Linked DNA regions of Hordeum vulgare: region 2 is linked to region 1. The links are chromatin contacts, called in public Hi-C maps. All regions are on one chromosome and are shown on one strand. The core of a region is the stretch at or near the end of the contact, and the rest is flanking DNA. Distances in the headings are between cores, read along the strand shown.

What was found. A called contact is a pair of places that touch in the nucleus more often than the background predicts.
Region 2: a contact with region 1 is called in a Hi-C map of leaf, with 2.8 times the contacts expected there. The contact joins two enhancer-like sites. A contact is called at or near these places in 2 of 6 Hi-C or Micro-C datasets (leaf and seedling).

What each region holds. Positions count from the first base shown.
Region 1 is chr2H:489,775,950-489,779,931 of MorexV3_pseudomolecules_assembly, forward strand. No RefSeq gene overlaps it. Among protein-coding and RNA genes, the nearest start is that of LOC123426797, 83 kb to the left of the region's middle. Within about 2 kb of position 2,457, at least 2 of the 3 cell types and tissues checked have open chromatin away from gene starts, as enhancers often do. A contact at or near this core is called in leaf, where this site is marked.
Region 2 is chr2H:490,018,227-490,022,060 of MorexV3_pseudomolecules_assembly, forward strand. No RefSeq gene overlaps it. Among protein-coding and RNA genes, the nearest start is that of LOC123430310, 180 kb to the right of the region's middle. Within about 2 kb of position 2,520, at least 3 of the 3 cell types and tissues checked have open chromatin away from gene starts, as enhancers often do. A contact at or near this core is called in leaf, where this site is marked.

The sequences.
Region 1 (3,982 bases), core at 1,207-3,706:
TTCACCCGCTGCCATTTGTTTGGGTCCGCGCGGACAGAAAAATCCGCCCAACGCGCCGAACCAAACGGACACGCGTCCGCTTTTCGTCCGCGTGCGGATCCATTCCCGACTTAATTTTGAGCCTCATTTGGATAGGTGCGTACACAAAACGGACGCGTACTCCATCCCCTGGTCCGTCAGTCGTTGGCACATTGGTCATTCTCCACCTCTTCCGACAGTGTCGACAGCTAGCCCTCGCCTCGCCCCCAGTTCGTCGCGGCCGTCGCCCAATTTTGATGCCTCCTCCCGTACCTCCGAGCGCCTACCCATGTCACCGGCCACATCACCGCCGGGCCACCGCATCTTCGCCAACCCTAATCCGCCGTCGCCGGTCAGCTTCATCGTCCACCCCCGGAAGATGTTTGACAGTTTGCCTCAAGGTACAAATGGACTGCGCCGATGAGTTCTTTTTCCATAATGTTTTGTTCGACTCCCACGATGAGGACATGCTGCTTGCCGTGTTGATCCATGACCACCTTAATCGGCAGCGACCATTGTTCCGAGGCTCAATTCTGGGGCATGTTCCGACGTTAAATCGCAACCGAGAGAGCGGTCATTTCCTTCTATGGAAGGACTACTTTGACACAAGCAATCTACTGTCCAAACATCAGAAATTCCGGCAGCGTTTCCATATGGCTAGGCATGTTTTCAACCAGACTCGAGAGGGGGTGGTTAGATATGATGACTACTTCAAGTGTAAAGAGGATGCCATTGAAAAAATAGGCTTCTCATCTTATTAAAAATGCACTGCAGCTATCCGTATGCTTGCTTATGGAGTACCTAATGATCTTATCGATGAGTACGTCCGTATGAGTGAGTCTATGTGCTTAGAGTTGTTGTACAGATTTTGCAAGGCTGTGGTTGCAGTGTTTGACCCTAAGTACTTGAGAGAGTCGACTACTGCACACACAACCCGCTTGTTGGCGACCAATGCAAATCCGGGCTTCCCTGGGATGCTTGACAGCATAGACTGCAAGCACTGGGAGTGGAAGAACTGCTCTTGTGCTTGGCAAGGCCAGTACAAGGGCCATGTCAAGGCTTGTACTGTCATACATGAGGTCGTGGCATCTCAAGATATTTGGATCTCACACTCTTTCTTTGACATGGCCGGATCACACAATGATATCAACATGCTTCAACGTTCGCCGGTATTTACAAGGCTTGCCAAAGGCAACATCCCGCCGATCAATGTTAACATCAACGGTCACAACTACAACAAAGGATACTATCTAGCTGACGCTATCCACAGTGGACCACTATTGTGAAGTCAATCTCCAACCCTGTCGGAGAGAAGAGGAAAAGATTTGCCCAAAAGCAAGAGAGTACTAGGAAGGATGTCGAGCGTGTCTTTGGTGTTCTGCAATCTCGATGGGGCATAGTTCGATATCCTGCTAGAACTTGCAGCACCAAGAAGTTGTGGGAAGTGATGACTGCTTGTGTGATCATGCACAATATGATCGTAGAGGATGAGCGCCCGAAACGTCTCCACAATCAAGGGTTTGAGTTTCACAGTGACAGTGTGGTGCCTCGGCAAGGCGGAGAAGCGGCATCGTTTTGCACAGTTCACCCAATTCATTATGAATATGTGATTGGGAAACTAATATTTAGTTGCAAGATGATTTGGTTGAGCATATGTGGGATCACATTAGCAACCAATAGGTGTATCTTTTAGACAATTTATTTTTTATTGGGCTTGTAAAACTTTGCTATATTTTATTTTGGTTGTGAAATTATGCTATTTCATTTGCTTTCGAAAAGTATGCAAAATATTTACATTTGTTAAAAATCGACGGCTAGCCAGCCACACGGACAAATATAGGTCGACGTGTTGGGCGCGGTGTCGATACAAATCATAGAATGGACGGACACAGAGCCAGCGGCCAATCCAAACGGACGAAAAGCGAAAAAATCATCATTTGTTTCGATCGTCCCGTTGGAGTTGTTGTTATGTTTTCGCTCTGGTCTTCATCCACTTGAACTTGGGTGGCGTTGACATTAAGGGTCAGATTCGGGTTAAGTTCTTGAGATGAATATTTAACCTTCTTTCAAAGGTCAGAGTTGTTAATACATTCTCAAAAAGGGCAGTATAGTCTTTTGACAAGGGTCAGAACTGTCAATTTTCACATAAATACCGGTGTTAGGAGTACTAGTAGTAGGTTTGATGGTTGGCGTGGTGGAGTGGCATCCTCCTCGTGGATCTTGAATCACCAGGCCGAGTTTGACAGGGCGTACCACTACCACCAGACCTTACCTGCTCGTGGTGGTCTGGTCTGGTAGAGGTCGGAGGAAGATTTTCCGACATGACTAGGCGGACAGGCTCCTAGCTGCGCCGAATCCCTCGGACGCGACCTCCCGGACTGCGATGGAAAGCAGCCCAACGCGCACGCATGAGATCTCCCTCTCCCTCTCTCTCACCGCCTGCCTGGCCTGGTCGGTCTACGACTGACTGCCACCCATCCGTCCATCATAAAGCACCACTACCGTGCACGTACGCGGCACGCAGATCGCTTCCAGCACGCAATAAAACCGTTGGCAGACATCGTATATTGCAACAGTCTGCTCTGGTGAGCTACTACTAGCATAATGGAGGCGATCATGTCGATATCCCAAAGGAACCCGATCCGCATGTCATGTAATGTAATGTAATGTACGGGCGCTGTACGTGCTACGCGCCTGTTCTCTCCGGGCCGGCACCGTATCCCGGACGCAGGTGGCGGGAATTCAATCCGGCGACCCGCATCAAATGGCCTCGGGGTGTGCGATGCGTGGGCTGTGGCGGAACTGAAGCCCGGCGTGTTGGCGAGATGCGCATGTCGGCTTCCAAGAGGTGGGAATAATAACCAGTAGAGACCTGGCTTGGCTCTGTAGGACTCGCACTGTCGCACTGGACGGACCAAATCTGCTTCTGATGCATGGTTGTCTTAGTAATGAGAGCGCAGAGCGAGGGGGGGAGGGAGAAGATCCCACGACTGGCGAGGTGGCATTGGCATAGCAAGGCAGGCTGCTCATTCATTCATTTTCGACGCAGACATTCTTTAACCGCCGTGCGTGGGAAGCTGGGAATGTGTCGCACTTTTTGGCCGATCGCCGTCTCTGTCCCGCAAGATCGGCCGTGGGCCACGGAGCATTCAACCATAATATCCGCCCTCTGATCTCTCTGAAGTCTGCGATGGATGAGCGTGTGGGTTTTGGGAGTATCTGTTTGGCGACTGATTTGAACCTCTTTTAAGAAATCAGCGCCAATGAGCCCAAGCTTCGAATCCCCATGTATTAATATCAAAAAAAAAAACGCTAAGCGTTGATTGTGCGTTCGATCACCTACTTATGCTTTTCTAGCTTAGACGCGATTAAGCAAAATTGGACGTAATTAGGCGTTAATACCGCACTACGAAGAAATAAGCTAGATGGACCGGCCTAGCCCATTAAACCACAGGCCCATCTTCATATCCTCCAACTAAAGCTCTTGTATGTGGTGTAGTGGACATGAAATTTAGGTTTCCTCCTCACGCCGCCTCTTCCCCTCGCCCTCTCTCCCTTGCTACACGAGGCTGCTTCTCTCCTTCTTCCTCTGTTCTTTGCCACAGAAGCTCGATCCCTCACCGGAAAAGCATGATCCCTCGTTGGAATCAATCAATTTATTGTCGGAGTAGCTGAATCCCTCGTCAACTAGGATGAATTCTTGCATGGGAGGTAGAATCCTCGTCGGGGAAATTGATTTCTCGACCGAGAAACATGATTCCTCGTCGAAGAGACTGATTTCTCGCCGGAGAGCCTCGCCGGCCGCCTTTTTGAGCGCCTTGGGCAAAAGGGAGGCACTAGGCCAACACCCATCGCTTAAGCGAGCGCCTAATAGCGTTTTTAAATGATGATTAATATTAATCTTCATTCAAGGGTCTACATGCGCATACTAGAGGAAGCATAAGGCCCTTCCCAATGCTTCACC
Region 2 (3,834 bases), core at 1,270-3,769, 240 kb after region 1:
TCTACAATACCAAATCAATATAACTAGATTCGTAATGAAATATTTTTCAGATTTTGTTTACTTGATCCTGTAGATAATGATAGTTTTTCCTATGAAATTGGTCCAACATAGAAAATATTGACTTCTATACAAAGTAATACAAATTATATGTTAAAACAGATGGAGTTGATCGCAACTTTTTGCGATGGCAAAATATGAGGTTGGATATAGGGAGGATATTCTTTCACAAACAATGCAAATGTCTGGCCTTATTTCAGTAAGTAAGAAGAGGTTTAATAAATACCCCCGTCTTGCTTGAAAAGAGGGTGTATAAATTTTGTCTGAAGTCAAATAGTGCAAAGTTTTACTTGGTTTGTAAGTAAACTATCAACATTTGCAATACCAAATTGGTATACTGCATAGACAATAAGTAAATTCCATGTATATTCATTTAGCATTCTTGTCGTTAATAGTTTTTCATACAAACTATTTATTTTTTGACATTATACAAAATTTATATGCTCCCTTTTGGAGTCAGAGGGAGTACATGAGAAAGAAAGTCATAGACCCAAGATGAGCAACGCCAACTAATTTTCAAACAGTCATATCTTTGGTGTTGCTAGTACTAACAACATAGAGGAAGAGTTGTGGAAAATGCTTGCATTATGGCTATTTCGAACATTCCAAATATGATCAATGCTTACATTACGCATCTACTTCACGAGTCCTTCACCGAACGGAAGCTAAGCCAAGTGTACGTTAAGGCGATCGATTTCTACTCAACCATTGATCATATTTCAAATGTGTGTGGCATGCCAATATTTTATGTGACTGGATAAGAGATCTCTACTAACATATTTATCTTGATTTCAACATGTAACCATTCATAGCAAAAGACTTACCTAACATGCAACCATCCATGGTAAAAGACTCACCTCAACACAACGAACCGTGGATGGTGAAAGACTCATCTCAACATGCAACCATGCATGAAAAATAATAATTGTAGACACAATAAATAATTATTTTATAACTATTCAATCATCAAATGCAATAAATCATTTTATTTGTTCGCATTTTTTAATCCAAATATCAATGCTCCAATCACACTCGACTATATTGCAACAATTTAGTGTCAAAGTAAGTGGCCCCTCTCCTAGGATGGAAGTGCTTGCTAATGACGCATGCATACAAAGGAGGGCCTTCCTTTAAACCTTTCTGTTGATGCTGTTGCTGGAAAGGGCAATGATGGATCGGTGGCACATGTCGAGCCTGCATCAAGGAAGAATAATGGAGAGCCGGAGGAACTCGAAAAGGTTGTGATAAAGTCAATTGAAGGCAAAGATGCGCCATCAAACCATGCTTTAAGATCTGTCTGTTTTGACCTAAGCAACACGTTCAAGATTTCCAATTGACCCTCTTTTGACCGATCGACTGATTGTGAATCAATGGAAACTACATATCCTATCCAGTGGAGGACACACACACACACATCTCTCTCTAGCGTTGCTTGCATATCACCCTATAAATCTTTTAGCTTTATTAGAAAGGAATGGGACGATGGAGTTAGCATGAGGGGTACACAACATGGCCTACCAACTCGATGGTAAAGGGAAGGGAGGAAAATAACACAGAGATGGGTATGAACTTTTGATGGACCCTCCTAAGATTTGAGTCACCCACAGCAGGCCAGCCACATATTACAACAAAGATTGCTGGTACAGATTCTGCAAAACAAAAGGGCATTGCCAAAAAAAATTGCCCTGTTAGTTAGTTGGCCAATAATCATTTTATTCCTGGTAACCATGCAGGCCATTTCCACCGGAAAACATCAACAAAATGTCATGAAAATACCCGGTAGTGAAAACACCAAACCTAAAAAAGGAATCTTCAATGAGAAAGAGGCACGGGATGAAAATAATAAAGGATGCTACTATCTAGCGGTCGCACTACAAGCATACTAGGAGCAATAATTGTACACACATGTGCTGTAACTTGCTGAAGTGACCGTAGTGGCGCATCCCCGAATTTCCACAAGAAAATGAAGTGCATCTGTCGCACATCCTGAAGAATGGTGACGGGTATTGTAGCTCAGTTTGACCACTGAATTAGTAGATCATACTACTACGCCTTGTCTCGCGGATTCTCATATTACGGTCAGCTGGTCAGTAATATGTGTAAACAAAGTCTTCGGTGAAAACAACACGGAAAAGGTGTCTTCCTTCACATGCAGTAGTAGAGTTACTTTCTTCCTAAATCCAGACATGCACATCGAGTCCAGATATCCTTGACGCGACAGTTTACCTATCGGATCACTTGCATTAGTGGGGTGGATCCTGGGCGGGAGGGACAGATTAAATGCCCCCTCGCTGTCTGGGCTACGTTGTGCGGGTGACGTTGCTTGCAGATTTCATCAGCGAGAAGAGAACAAAAACCAAATCTACGGAGGGCCGTAGCTGGCTGTGCATGCAGGCCAGACACGCAGTGCATGGTGGCGTGCGGCGGAATGCTAATAATAATAAAGTGGGGTTAAGCTAAAGCCCTCCTACGTACTCCTAGGGCCGAGGAGATCCGAGAAAGATCCTCGTCCTTGATGGCCCCCCCACGTACTACACCACTCTCCTTCCATTGCTGCCATGCATGTAGCTGCCACGCCTGTCAGCTGTAGGAGTAGTACGCAAGTCACATGGATCCGGTGGTTTGTTCTCACCTGCCGCCACCAGCTAAGCCGCTAGCTTATCTATATACTGTATCTTGTCTGTGTAAGTACGTACTTGGATCGTATATGGATGGGGCACGTACAACTTTTCTTCTTGGTCTTGTGAAGCACGGTGCGGCCGAGCGGGCAGGGATGCACGACGGTGCGGCCTCCTGCTTCGCCACGGACCACGGAGCGCGGAGCGCGGCGATATGCGAATCCCGCGCGTCCCGGCCGGCGCTTGACCGGCGAGACCGAGACCGAGACCGCGAGCCGCATGGGTTTCCACACCAGCCTGACATCGCACTCGCACGCACGGCACAGACGGAGGGAGTACTCGGCCCGATTGAAGCAGCGGTCGATGTCCGGGACCTGGCCGAAAGCCCCGCCTCGCATTCAAGCGCCGAAAGGAGGCCGCCATTAACTCGTCTCCTGCTCCGGCTACTGTACGGGTGATCCTGCCTCGCGTACGGGGAGTCATCGGGGAGGGGATCTCGCCGTATCTCTCGCCCGCCGCGCCGCGCAGCGCACACGCACGCACGCAGCCGCGACGCCAGTAGGAGTAGTATTTGATTTGACCCGCGGGCGTACGTACGTATACAACGCACGGGGAGGCAGAGGGCAAAGGGCGCGGAACGGGAGGTTGGCTCGTCCGGATCGCCGGATCCGAGGGAGATTGAGTCTACAAAGTTAGGAGCAAAGCGCTGACCCATTTCCTCTGCTCGCATTCATTTGGATCGCGACAGATAAAAAATTGACCCAACGTACGAGTTAAAATAAGCGCGTTTGTTTTTCATCCGTTCATGATATATTCTGGACGCAAATTTAGAGGTCATTTGTGTCGTCGCGGACACGGAGCGGGCACGCGTCTCGCTCGCGTTATCCTTCCCTGACTCGCCAGTCGATGTCACGATCTCTCCTTCTTATCTCCTCTCCCTCATCCGTCGCCCGCAAGCACACAAACCATAGGCTCCCGACCCCATTTCTCATGGCCACCCTAGCTCTTCAACAGCAAATCTACCGGCGGGGTGCCTCCTTCGTCCCGGTGCGAGAGCTCTATTGATGGATCTGTGGTGGCGATGGAATTTGGTGGTATTTTGCATATCCTATCGGTGGGATTTGGTGAATCAGGCCGCCGGCGGGACTGCGCTTGCCAT